Regions from separate parts of the Mus musculus genome. Here regions 1, 3 and 4 are each linked to region 2. A link is a contact called in public ChIA-PET, Hi-C and HiChIP or PLAC-seq data. All regions are on one chromosome and are shown on one strand. Each heading gives the region's core, a stretch centred on a gene start, on an enhancer-like site or on the middle of the called end of the contact. The rest is flanking DNA. Distances are from core to core; before and after follow the strand shown.

The links. Hi-C and Micro-C count contacts between places; a contact is called where the count stands out from the background. ChIA-PET counts read pairs in DNA pulled down with a chosen protein or histone mark. HiChIP or PLAC-seq counts read pairs in DNA pulled down with a chosen protein or histone mark.
Region 1: an H3K27ac HiChIP or PLAC-seq map of DN3 thymocytes shows a contact between it and region 2, with 26 times the contacts expected there. The contact joins the enhancer-like site here to the promoter of Ssbp2 in region 2. A contact is called at or near these places in 18 of 39 promoter capture datasets (the 3T3-L1 cell line, 3T3-L1-derived adipocytes, the C10 cell line and 11 more), 4 of 15 datasets of contacts at CTCF or cohesin (the NIH/3T3 cell line, embryonic stem cells and pro-B cells), 86 of 484 Hi-C or Micro-C datasets (the AML12 cell line, B cells, the C2C12 cell line and 51 more), 25 of 115 datasets of contacts at active chromatin or transcription factors (DN3 thymocytes, the SCID.adh cell line, Th17 cells and 19 more) and 2 of 9 other capture datasets (macrophages and pancreatic islet).
Region 3: an RNA polymerase II ChIA-PET map of memory CD8 T cells shows a contact between it and region 2, with 41 read pairs. The contact joins the enhancer-like site here to the promoter of Ssbp2 in region 2. A contact is called at or near these places in 11 of 39 promoter capture datasets (the 3T3-L1 cell line, the C10 cell line, the HPC-7 cell line and 6 more), 3 of 484 Hi-C or Micro-C datasets (the N1E-115 cell line, Sertoli cells and cranial neural crest), 6 of 115 datasets of contacts at active chromatin or transcription factors (cardiomyocytes, embryonic basal ganglia, embryonic forebrain and 3 more) and 2 of 9 other capture datasets (macrophages and pancreatic islet).
Region 4: a Hi-C map of large pre-B cells shows a contact between it and region 2, with 2.0 times the contacts expected there. The contact joins the enhancer-like site here to the promoter of Ssbp2 in region 2. A contact is called at or near these places in 5 of 39 promoter capture datasets (the C10 cell line, the HPC-7 cell line, hematopoietic stem and progenitor cells and 2 more), 8 of 484 Hi-C or Micro-C datasets (the G1E-ER4 cell line, MC3T3-E1-derived osteoblasts, Th1 cells and 5 more), 7 of 115 datasets of contacts at active chromatin or transcription factors (acute myeloid leukemia, bone marrow-derived macrophages, craniofacial prominence and 4 more) and 3 of 9 other capture datasets (adipose tissue, liver and macrophages).

The regions. Positions count from the first base shown.
Region 1 is chr13:90,966,305-90,969,111 of GRCm38.p6, reverse strand. The region is part of intron 5 of Atg10 (autophagy related 10); the gene reads left to right. Among named protein-coding and RNA genes, the nearest start is that of Gm46434, 36 kb to the right of the region's middle. Within about 2 kb of position 1,476, at least 26 of the 459 cell types and tissues checked have an H3K27ac peak or open chromatin away from gene starts, as enhancers often do. A contact at or near this core is called in DN3 thymocytes, the N1E-115 cell line, brain and 4 more, where this site is marked.
Region 2 is chr13:91,459,649-91,462,348 of GRCm38.p6, reverse strand. It overlaps Ssbp2 (single-stranded DNA binding protein 2), which reads right to left and starts at 1,252. Exons shown (of 17, transcript NM_024272.4): 1 at 1,101-1,252. The coding sequence starts at 1,162.
Region 3 is chr13:91,131,985-91,134,801 of GRCm38.p6, reverse strand. All of the region lies in intron 3 of Atg10 (autophagy related 10), which reads left to right. Among named protein-coding and RNA genes, the nearest start is that of Atg10, 91 kb to the left of the region's middle. Within about 2 kb of position 1,556, at least 19 of the 459 cell types and tissues checked have an H3K27ac peak or open chromatin away from gene starts, as enhancers often do. A contact at or near this core is called in memory CD8 T cells, where this site is marked.
Region 4 is chr13:91,201,498-91,204,197 of GRCm38.p6, reverse strand. The region is part of intron 2 of Atg10 (autophagy related 10); the gene reads left to right. Among named protein-coding and RNA genes, the nearest start is that of Atg10, 21 kb to the left of the region's middle. Within about 2 kb of position 1,382, at least 22 of the 459 cell types and tissues checked have an H3K27ac peak or open chromatin away from gene starts, as enhancers often do. A contact at or near this core is called in pre-B cells, where this site is marked.

The DNA.
Region 1 (2,807 bases), core at 227-2,726, 490 kb after region 2:
GAGCAACACAGAACCTTTGTGGTTGTGTTTGCCAGCAGGATGTTTAGGGCTTAGATTATGCTTTGGTATGTGGTAGGTACACACCGAAGCCTTCTCTCTGTTCTGTGATTAGGCATACTCTAAAAGACGGTCTGGAAAAGTTGTCTGGACCAAGTTACAAGAAAAACAGAGACCTTTGCAGTTGAGACTTTATCATGTAGGTATAGATTTTTAGCCAGGCAAACCCCAAATCTATTAATCAGGCATTATCCTGTGACGCAGAGCTCTGATTGGTTGTTGACAGAGATTTATGTTCCCAAAATGATTGAGCAAGGGATGATATCAGGTTAGCATTTGAGTTTCTGTAGTGAATGAAAACGGAGAAAGAATGAAAAGCCTGAACTAGAGCCGGCTGGAGGAGAGATGCTCGCCAGAGTTCATTTTGGGACTAACTTCCAATAGGTGAAAAGAAATGGGAGTGTTTGGTGGAAGCTGTGCTTTGGGTGGGGGTGGGGGTGGGGGTGCTGAAAGATGCTTTGGAGAATTAAGGGGTCAGAGCAATGAAGTGAAAGGAGATTTCAAAACAGTCCTTCAGTGAAAGTGAACTTCTGAGCCTCTGGAGGTGTTCATCTGAAAGGCTCTTCCTGTCACTATGGGGAGTTGGTGTCTCTGGAGGTCTTGAGTAGACAGAATGGGTTGTTCACTTGAGTTAAAGAAAAAGGTCTGTGTCTGTTGTCAGCTGTAAAACTAAAGGAATGCGAAAGTTAGATTTTTCAAAATTACATGGTTTAAACTTTTTGTTTTATGCATGAAAACTGATATTTCTACAAATATGTGGGTGTCACCACATAGCAGATATGCAGATGTTTAGTCAACTGACACAATAATTGAGCCCTGTACTTGTTCAGTATGAAAATGTACCAAGTAAAAGACTCCAAGATTTGTGAATTTAAGAAATAGATTTCCTCATTGCCAGTGCAAAGTAGTTTGGCTAGATCATATTTGAAGGAGAATGTTGTAATCTTAAAAACTACCATACCAGCTAACTATTACAGTGCCCCTCAGTTAATGCAAAGACATGAGAGCTATAGCATTAGAGGAGCTTTTTGCTCATGTTTGCCTTTGAATCACGTGAGTCACTAGGGAAGACGAACATCCTGGGTTTTAAGTTGACCGTACCCACATGTTTGTGAACCTTCACAGCTGGAAGGCAGTATGAAGACGGCATTGTGGCAAGGAGATGCTTTCTTATAAAGAAAAGCACTTAGCTTTTCAAGCAGATTCCAGATTAGCCAGCTGTTGCTTCCTAGACAGGCCACAGGAGTCTAGAACCAATGACGTTGGCTTCTCTATTGAGGGGGAAGATGTGGTGGTTGTAGCACTGGCTGTGGTCTCCATCTCCTTAGCTTATGTCAGCCTGTCACAGCCGGGCTCCTTCTCTGCCTGTTTCTCCTCAGCAGCAAGCCTAGCATCCATGCCTACAGTGTGGTGGATGGCTCTCTGGCGGTCTCTGCTGGCGGATGTTCTACATGTTTCCAGGAGGAACAGCCCAAGACTGACTCTATTAGAGAATTTTGAAAAAAAAAAAAGTGTAAATACATAAATAACAAATATACTAAAGTTCCCTGTTGTGAACCTAAGTGAAGTTTTAACTTGTAGCTATAACTCTGAAGCAGACAATGTGTACAAGCATCTTTGAGTGTGCACATAATGAATGTATAGCCCTGTTTCTTGGTTGAAGGGAAGAAATTAATCATTTAAAGTCAATTCATGGTATGTGTGCATGTGTGTGTTTAAGTTCTTAAAGCTCATATGTCTCTAATTTTTCTAGCAGGCACTTTTCAGCATATGTCAGCATGTTTGTAGGTTTTCTCATTGTTTTTGTTAGCATTTAGATTGCCAGCAAGCCTTCAACCTGAGCATTAAATCTTTTAATTATTATAGTCATTGATGGCCATATTTCCAGATTACAATCTTCCATGAACAGATGAATTGGAGATATTGATTTGTTATATTAAAGAGAACTAATGTGTGTGTTTCCATGCATATATTAGCATATTGCATCAGAGATCATGTCTCATCTCTTTCCCATTTTTTTTTCATTTTAATTCTTGATAGAGCATGTATAATCAGTGAAATAAGCATCATCCATTAGTGAGCTTGGTCTTCCCTGAAGTATTACTATGCTAAACAATCCTATTACCAAAGCATTATTTTGATAGTTTATTAAAAGTCCTGCAGCTCTCACATTGCTATACTCAAACACAGCTTTATGCAATTAAAGTTATAATAGGAACTTTATTACAATGATATATAACTTGTATCACCCTAATAAAAGTTCCTGTACACAGCGATGCTTTAATAATGCTGTTTCTGTAACACTGCTTCCTTCGTAATGGGGACTTCTCTCATGGCAACTTCATTATTAGGAAATGATCTCAGTAATAGAAATGCAAATACAGATTTTGAAAGGAGCGTTGTGTGCACGGCTCCATTATTGACCTGCTGTCTTCTCATGCATTGCATATCATCATTATAAGCCAACCATGTAGATTATAGTTACGATTACGGCCATGCTGTTACAGTTTAGCATTCGTGTCATTCCAGGGAAACACTGACTGCCATTTTAAGATGAAATTTGGGAGTTAAAATTATTTAAATTTTAATTAAAATTAGAATCAAAAGCATTAAAAATGACTTACAAAACTTTCTCTGATTTTTATTGTATCATAGATAGAGGAGACATCGGCCCTTAAAATGGGGTGTTCCCTTGATGTTCTCACCGTCTTCTCAATAGATGTATGAGAATAATGCTTTAAGGGAAAGAA
Region 2 (2,700 bases), core at 3-2,502:
ATCTGCACATAGGAAAAAGGGGGGGGGGGAGGGTTCTTCCTCGGTGTCAGAGTCACTATTCGCTCTCATTTTAGTAACAACCAAATCGCCGTTACAAGTACACAAGAATAGCAGCCAACTAGCCTGCTCCGCAGCGTGCCGCGACCGTGGCACCTCGGCTCCCCAACGTCCTCCGGGTTCCCACCGAAGTTACCACCTGTATCCCCCACGACCCAGCGGAGCGGCTTGTGCCCAGCATCTCTGCCGCAGCCCCCACGCCGACCCGCGTCGGGTCCACACCGCGGGCAGCCCTCCTCGCGGCGCCGCCACGGCCCACGGGACCTGCCCTCCGCGCCCGCGGCCACCAACCCCCGGGGACACCGCAAGTCTCAAAAAGTTCTGGGGCCGCCGCCGAGCCGGTGTGCGGCGGGAGGCAGGAGCGCCAAGCTCTCGCGACCGACCCCGCGCGGGCCAGCACACACTCTCCCTCCGGGAACTCGGCGCTCCCACTCCCAAACTTCCCCCGCCGCCCCGGACCCGCCCGCCAGCCAGCTCGGCCTGCGCCGGGAGAACCCGCGGACCCGCGTCTCTGCGCCCGCCCGCCCGCCCGGCCCACGCCCGCACTTGCCCTCCGCGCCCCGCGGGGCCCCGCTTCCGCCCGCCCGGCCCGCCGTCCTCTCCCCTCTCCACGCTCGCGGGCCCCCGCCGCGGCCCCGCCGGACCCCGGCCGCCCCGCAGCCCGCGCCCCCCAGGCCCGCCGCGCGCCGCGGCCCGGCCGTCCTGGACCACAGCTCCAAAGTTACTTTGCGAGGAGGTGAAGCCGCGGGTGGTTCCCCTCAACCACCCAAACAAGTTTCCATCCCCGCCGCCGCCGTCCCCCCGCCACGCGCGTCCCTCCCGCCGCCCGCTGCCCGCGGCCACCCACCCGGGGGGCTCCCCCGTGGAGGCAGGCGGCCGCTCCCCGGAGCCGCGCGCCCCCGCCCCGCGCCTCCCCCTGCAGCCCACCCCCGGCTCCCCCGCGGCGGGGCGGCCGTGTGGCTGCGGTTCCCGGAGAGTGCGAGTGCGTGCGCGAGTGTGCGCGCGTGCGAAGGCGGAGGTGGCTGCGGCGCGGAGACACTCACTTCTCCCGGGCCTGGCTGTCGGACGGGACGGCGCTGCTGTTACTCTTGCCTTTGCCGTACATGCTTGTGCCGAGAGCAGCTCCCACTGTCACGCACCTGTCAACCCATCACAGCCTCCCCGGGAACAGCCCCGTCCCCATGGCGACCCACGCAGCCACCCCCACCATTGGCCGCCCCACGCCAGAGCTCCGCCCTCCTCGCCCTGGCAACGCGCGAGACTGACAGGCCTCCCCTCCCTCCGGCCTGCCGGAGCGCGCGGCGGCGGCTCGGCCTAAGCGGCAGTCTCCTCCCTCCCTCCCTCCCTCTCCCGCTCCCTCCCTCCCTCCCTCCTTCCCTCTCCGCCGCGCTCCCCCTCCCGCTCTCCTTCCCCCCTCCCCCTCCGAACCCGGGCGCTAGGGGGGAATTAGAAACTGCTCTAGAAGGATTTTAAACAACTGGCTGTTCCCTCCGCCGCCGCCCCGCCCCCCGCGCCGCCCGCGCCCGGCTCCTCACTGGAGAGAAGGCGCGGGGAGGAGGGGAAAGTGCGGCCTGGAGTGCCTGGCAGCGACTGCGGAACGGGAGTCGCGGCGGCCCCAGACTTCGGGGCGCCCGGCGAGTCCACAGGCGGACCCGCGGACCCGGCGCCGGGGTCCCGCCAACCTCCTCTCCCGCTCCTCTCCGGCCAGGCACCCCGGGTCCGTACCCGCGGTTGATCTCATCCCTCCTGTCTGGGGTGTCGCCCCAATCCCGTTCCCGGAGGGCCAGCAGGCCGGGGACGCCCGCTCTGAACCCTCGACCTTCTGGCTCAAGGACTGAGCGAACCTCTGTCTCTCCCTGGGAGGCACCGTGCCTCCCATTGGGGCGCCCGCTGAGGTGCTGTCGCCGGCTCTGAAGTCAAGCCCTGAATCCCAAAGGACCACCCTCCCTGGCGTCTGCCTCCTGTCTAAGAGGGGACTACACCCCCTCCCCTTCCCAAAGAGGTCAAGAGACCGACTCGTGGGACCGCAGTGGCCCAAGGCCTGGGTCCCTACCTCCCCAGTACTCTGCACAGACCTGCAGCAGACCAGGGGCCCAGGCATTCTCTACTCGGCCTGCTTTTATAGTTTGGATGGGCAATGTCATTTCAATTTGACCCTTGGACTGGAAAGATTCAGAGAAGGCCCTGAAAGACATCCCTGTATTTGCCCAGCAGAATAGGCCGCAGAGCCCAAGATGTGCAAAGCTGTGCCCAAGCTGAAAACTCCCGGAGAATATTTTTGGATCCAAGTCCCTAATCTCATTTCAGTGAATGCGCAAAAGTTTCTCAAGACACACGCAACCTGGTTTCTGATAGACTCCATCCTTTATTTTGTTAAAGATCCTTGGCTGTAAAATCAGACAGAGTAGAAATCCGGTTGAGAGAAGAGATGAGCTTCAAATGGGAGGTGACAGGGGAAGAGAGGTGCCATTGGGGTAGGACATGGAGACCTCAGAAAAGCATGAATAGAGGAGTAACGGTTATGCTAAGGAAAGGAAATAACATTCAAATGAGGAAGCATACCTTTCTATTGCACACAGCTTTAAGCATTTAGCAGTAGGATCATAAAAATGCATATGGAGATGCAGAGATAGATGGAAAGGA
Region 3 (2,817 bases), core at 307-2,806, 330 kb after region 2:
GTACCTGATGCCTGGACAAGTCAGAAGAGGTTATCTTATGCGCCAGAACATACAGACAGCTGTGCGCAGCTGTGTGGGTGCTGAGAGTGAAGGCTGAGTCCTTGGCAAGGGCGGCAAATGCTCTTAAGTAGACACGACCCATCTCTCCAGCCCCTCTGACTCATTTAAGGGGTAACATATACATTAGTGTGGTTTGAGGTTTCAGAGGAAACAGGCATCGAGCATTCTGAAAACCGGTCTTGTCTGATTAGGACTTTGAATAGCAGTACAGTTTAGAATAATTACAGGAGACGTAATATGCGGCAACAGAGTGTTTCTGTAGCTCGTGTATGGCAGAAATGTTTGTGTGTGCTTCCTAGAGTTCAGCAGACAGCGCACATGCAGGTGAGGGGGCTGTGTAGTGAAACCTGGCTTAGAGGTCTTAGTGCAGTTCAGCGCTCTGCCGTGAGAAAGACTGTTACAGAGGCAGGGTGTTGTCAGCATTTCTTGTTCTCTCATGGCTAGGCCCTTAGTACCTGTGTTATACACTTGGAAAAATTCATGTAAGATATGCTGTTAGTGAGACTCCATAACCTAAATAGATAGCTTCTGAAGGCTACTTTTACCTTGAAATTTCTGTGCATGTGCATTCTGCTCTCTTTGGCAAAACTTAGAATTTATATTTTGAGAGAAATCAAGTTGAATGTTGAATAAATTCACAGAGGAAACCAATTATCTTTCTATTTATCAGGCTAGTAAAAAAAAAAAACTTTGTAAAGACACACCTGCTATAGCTGTTGTAGTCAGCAGTGAAGTGTATCAGACAGGTTCCTTTACCTGTAACTCTAATTTTGGGAGGGCTGTTATTTCTGGCAGCACATGTGTACTTAAGAGGACACTAAGTTCATTTTTGTGTACAAAAAAAAAATTGCCAAGGGGATAAGGGTATAGCTTGATGAAGAGCATGCGCTTAACAGGCATCAGGCCATGGGCCCCACCCACCCACCCAGTAGCTGGGTACTTAAACCCAGACAGTGTACCCAGGAGCCGCTTGCTTCTCAGGGAGGACATTAGTGCATTGTTTTAATTTAGTTGCCCTAGTGAGTCTCACATGTTTCCATGCTGTAGCTTTTTACAGAACGTTTAATGGGTTGCAGGTTGCAGGTTTTTTGAGTCTTTCATGGAGAATTCCTAAGCAGGATATCTTGATTTTATTAGCAAACCTAAAACAAATAAAAGTGAAACCACGTCTTAGTGTTTCTTCCTCTTTGATTTTTTTTTAAGCCAATAGAAGTGTCAGCTGTGGAGGAAGAAACACTGCTTAGAAGGTATTGCAATGAGATTTTAGCTTATGAGAATTATATATGAGTCTAAAATACGTGAATTTAAGAATTTATTCATTGTATTTGAAATTAATTTTCATCCTTAGTTAAACTGAAAAGGTTAATTTAAAAATATTCTATAGAGTATTATTGTGGATTGCAGAAATGGGATGGGGGTATTCAACTGTGTTCTTGGCTCCTGCAGACTTTCTTTAAAGGAATGGTTTGCTAAATCAAGCATTAGGTATTTGAGATAAGCCTTGAGGAGAGATGCATTTAGTCCTGCTGACCTCAACAGAGCCTCCAGTGATTACATTTGTCTAGCTATACAGTAGGCTGCAGAGAGAAGGGAAGGGAGGTTTCGGGCTGGCAGTAGTATTGTAGAACTCCAGGGTGATGTCTGGGATTGTGTTTGTGTCCAGTGGGTCAGCAGGTGACAGCTGTTGTTCTGGTTGCTTGACTCCCTGTCCCCTTCCGAGAGGGAAGTGGTGATCTGAGAGGAACAATTTGTGCTTTGGAGAGTTGAATGGCTGCTGACTCTCTGAGCGCCCTTCCCTAGCTCTCTCTAGTCCTCCTGATGCCATCACCTTTGATGTTTCCTGCTATGTTGAGTGTGGACTGTTCTCAGCTGCGGCACTTTGCAAGGCCATGGTACCTGCAGTTAGTACATGGAGGTGTGTCATGGTTATCCACACTGGTTCCAGCCTTTTTTTTTTTTTCCTGCTTCCTATTGCACCTCAGGGTAAGGAGGAGCCTCTCCTCCATGTCCCTGTGGCGCTGAGCACATCCTACTCTCTCCTCTGGTGCTCACTGACACAGGGTAGAGCTGTGAGCCAGAGTAATAAAACCGTCCTCCCATAGCAGTTTCTTTCAGGTGTTCTTGTCACATGGTCAGGGAGGTGATGCATTTGCCAGGATCTGGGTACTTTTAGCAGTAGCCACAGCACCCAAGCCTGAATCTTATCCCCGAGCCTCTATGCCACAACCTGTATTTCTACTGCCTGTCCTCTCTGCAAGCCTGTCATACTCCATCACTACCAGATTTTGTAAGTAATTACAACACCTTTCCTATCTTTATCATTAACCCTAACCTCAGCTGTTTCTTTTACCTTAGGTTAATGTCAAGAGATGGAAGATGTCTCCCTTGTTACTAGTAATCTTAGACTTACCAATTCTGGTGTTCATCTTCTTTGACCTACTGTAACATCTGGCTATATTGATTAAGCTTGACACAAAGAGAGTCATCAGAAAGGAAGGAGCCTCAATTGAGGAAGTCCTTCCATAAGATCCCGCTGAAAGGCATTTTCTCAATTAGTGATCAATGGGGAAGGGCCATTCCCATGGTGGGTGGTGCCATCCCTGAGCTGGTGTCCTGGGTTCTATAAAAATGCAGGTGGAACCAGCCATGTGAAGCAAGCCAGTAAGCAGCTCCCCTCCATGGCCTCTGCATCAGGTTCATGCCCTGTTTGAGTACCTGTCCTGACTTTTTTTGTTGATGAACAGCAATGTGGAAATA
Region 4 (2,700 bases), core at 133-2,632, 260 kb after region 2:
AAATGGATATATTTTTTTTGTCAGTGCTAAAACACAAAGTACCATGAAAGGATTCTAAGTCTCAGGTAATTTCCAGGGTCAGGGGTTGGAGAGCAATGGAGCCCTCTACTCTGTATAGACAGACAGCATTCGTGTGCTTGCATGCATGTACCCTGAGGACGGGAGCACTAGGGGACAGGGAGTGTTCCAAGTTTAGACATTGTACACTCAGATTCAATTATGGATTCATTTCTCTCTGATTTTTAAATTGTTTTGAAGTAATAATATTAAGCTAACAAACTTTAAAACCTCTTTCCACCTAGTTTTTGATTATTGATCTAACTTGAACTTCACAGCAATGTTTATAATGTTCACTCTTAGCCTTTGCTGTTTTCAGAGTGGGTCCTTTTTATGTTTTAAGAAAACCAATAAAGCCACTATATGAGCCAGTGCTCTTCTCCTTATACCACATGGTTAATGATGTTTATTATGGTGAATCATAAAACATGTCTACAGGCATCTTCACTTGGGGTTACTGTGATCTTATTGCAGTCCGTAAAGCCCAATATCATATAAGAAGGTCTAGCGTTCTCTGGACAGAGGCGCCACGAATCTCAGCTCTATTTTTGTGCATTCATGAAATCTTTAGTATGTATTTAGAAATTTAATATCACAGTAGGCTGGAGATGTAGCTCAGGGAAATCACACCTGCCAACCATGCACAAGGCTTCCCACACTGTAAAAACAAAAACAAAAACAAAAACAACAAAAAAGCTCATTTCAACTCTCCTTCTAGAGTTTTCTATTTGTTAATTGTGTTTGTTATGTGTGTGTGTGTGTCTGTTCACACATGTGTTATATTTGTGTGTGTGTTTGTATAGGCCAGAGGTTGATGTGCAGTGTGGTTCTTAGTCACTCCTTATCAGAACTTTTGAGATCCAGACTCTCCTTAGTCATTTTATTAGTGGTGGTGAGGTTCTGGCTGGTGTTTTCTGGTTCTTGGCTCATTATTCCTGTAATAAAGGTTCACACAGATCCCAGAGTAGCAAGAAACGTATTTAAGGCAACTTGGTAGTATAGATAAGAAAGAAATAGGAGTGAGGGCCCTCAAGAGCTTCAGGCAACCCGGGTATGTGTGAGTCATCATAGGTATGTTTGACTGGTTTCTAGTCAGCCATCATTGACTAGAAACCATATGACTGGTGGGCCTTATGAGGAACAGAGACTTCTTGCATCCTTTGAAGTGGGGTGTGCTTGGAAGTCAGTGAGATGGGGTGCTAGGTTGCCAACATACAGCTGGATAGATACATTGGAGTTGTGTGTGTGTGCATGATACACGATACACACGGAGAGTCCTCACCACCAAGAGCACCGGTGCGCAGCCTAAGCCCAGCAAGGCAAGGTTGCTCACTGTTTATTGCCTGTGTTGTCTGCTTCAGTTCGGATGCACTGCTTGGCTAGCTAGCCCCAGGGAGCTTCCTGTTGCTGCCTCCCCAGGGACAGGAGCCCAGGCTTAAGCTGCTGCTCCCACGTTTTTATGTGAGCTTTGGGGACCTGAACTTTCTTTTTAAATTAATATCTGTAAATCTGTTTTTCACAGCGTATTGCTAAAGCAATTCTCACACACTTGAAAGTTTCTTTCTGTCTCTGTGGTGTGGAAACAGGACATTCAGACACTGCAAAGAAATGCTCCCACTTTCTTGAGGTTAGACTTTATATGGTTAACATTCGCTAATTTTCTGTTATTCTTTATTGTGCTTTTCAGGCTGAATTTCATGTAATCCAAGATGGCCTTAAACTTGCTCTGTAACTGAGGATGGCCTTGAACTCCTGGCCCTCTGTCTCCATATCCAAATGCTGGGATTACAGGCATGTGCTAACATGGCTGGCTTTGTATGTTATTCTTAAAGAAGAATTAGAGAGCTTTCCCCCTGCATTAATCACTGATTCCTCAGTTAAACCTGCTTGATTGTATTTCAAAAGACGCATAATAACACATCAGAAATATCTTTATTATTTGCAGTGTAACTTAGGAACTAGTTGTTATAAAGGCTGTTCCTTAATTTATATAATGTAAAAAAAATAATGGCTAGGTATGGTGTTATGTCAGTATTTGGGAGGTTAAGGTAGATAAATTGCTCTGAGTTCAAGGTTAGCCTGGGCTATATAGTGTGATCCAGGACAGCTAAGGTTATAGAGCAATTCTGCATCTCAGTACAACAATGACGGCAAAAACAAGCAAACAAACAAACAAACAAACAAACAAACCAGAACCAAAACCTTCTTCCTTCAAAAAATAACTAAGTAAAACACTTAAATTTAATGGAGTATAAATTTAAACTGCTTGACAATTCATTTTTCAAAGGCATCTTTGTCTCTGAGTAATACACATTGCTTTTTTTTTTTTTCAAATCCTTCTCCATTTTACTATCTAAATCTAAGTCCATAATTTAAGGTAGATTGTAAAGTGTCTTCATGCTTTATCTGTCAGTGTGATCTGAGTAAAAAGCCCACCATGGTCCCCCATCACTCCTTCCACCCTGCTGAGTTTCATACCTCATTTATTTGCACAGCCATCTTTATTTTTAATGTCTTATGAAAAATTCCAGCATATAACACTAGAGAGAATCGTATAATGAATTTCTATGTACCTATCACCTGGATCCCACAATTATCAACTCACAGCCAGAAACACAGTTTTTCAAAGCATCTGTGTTATAT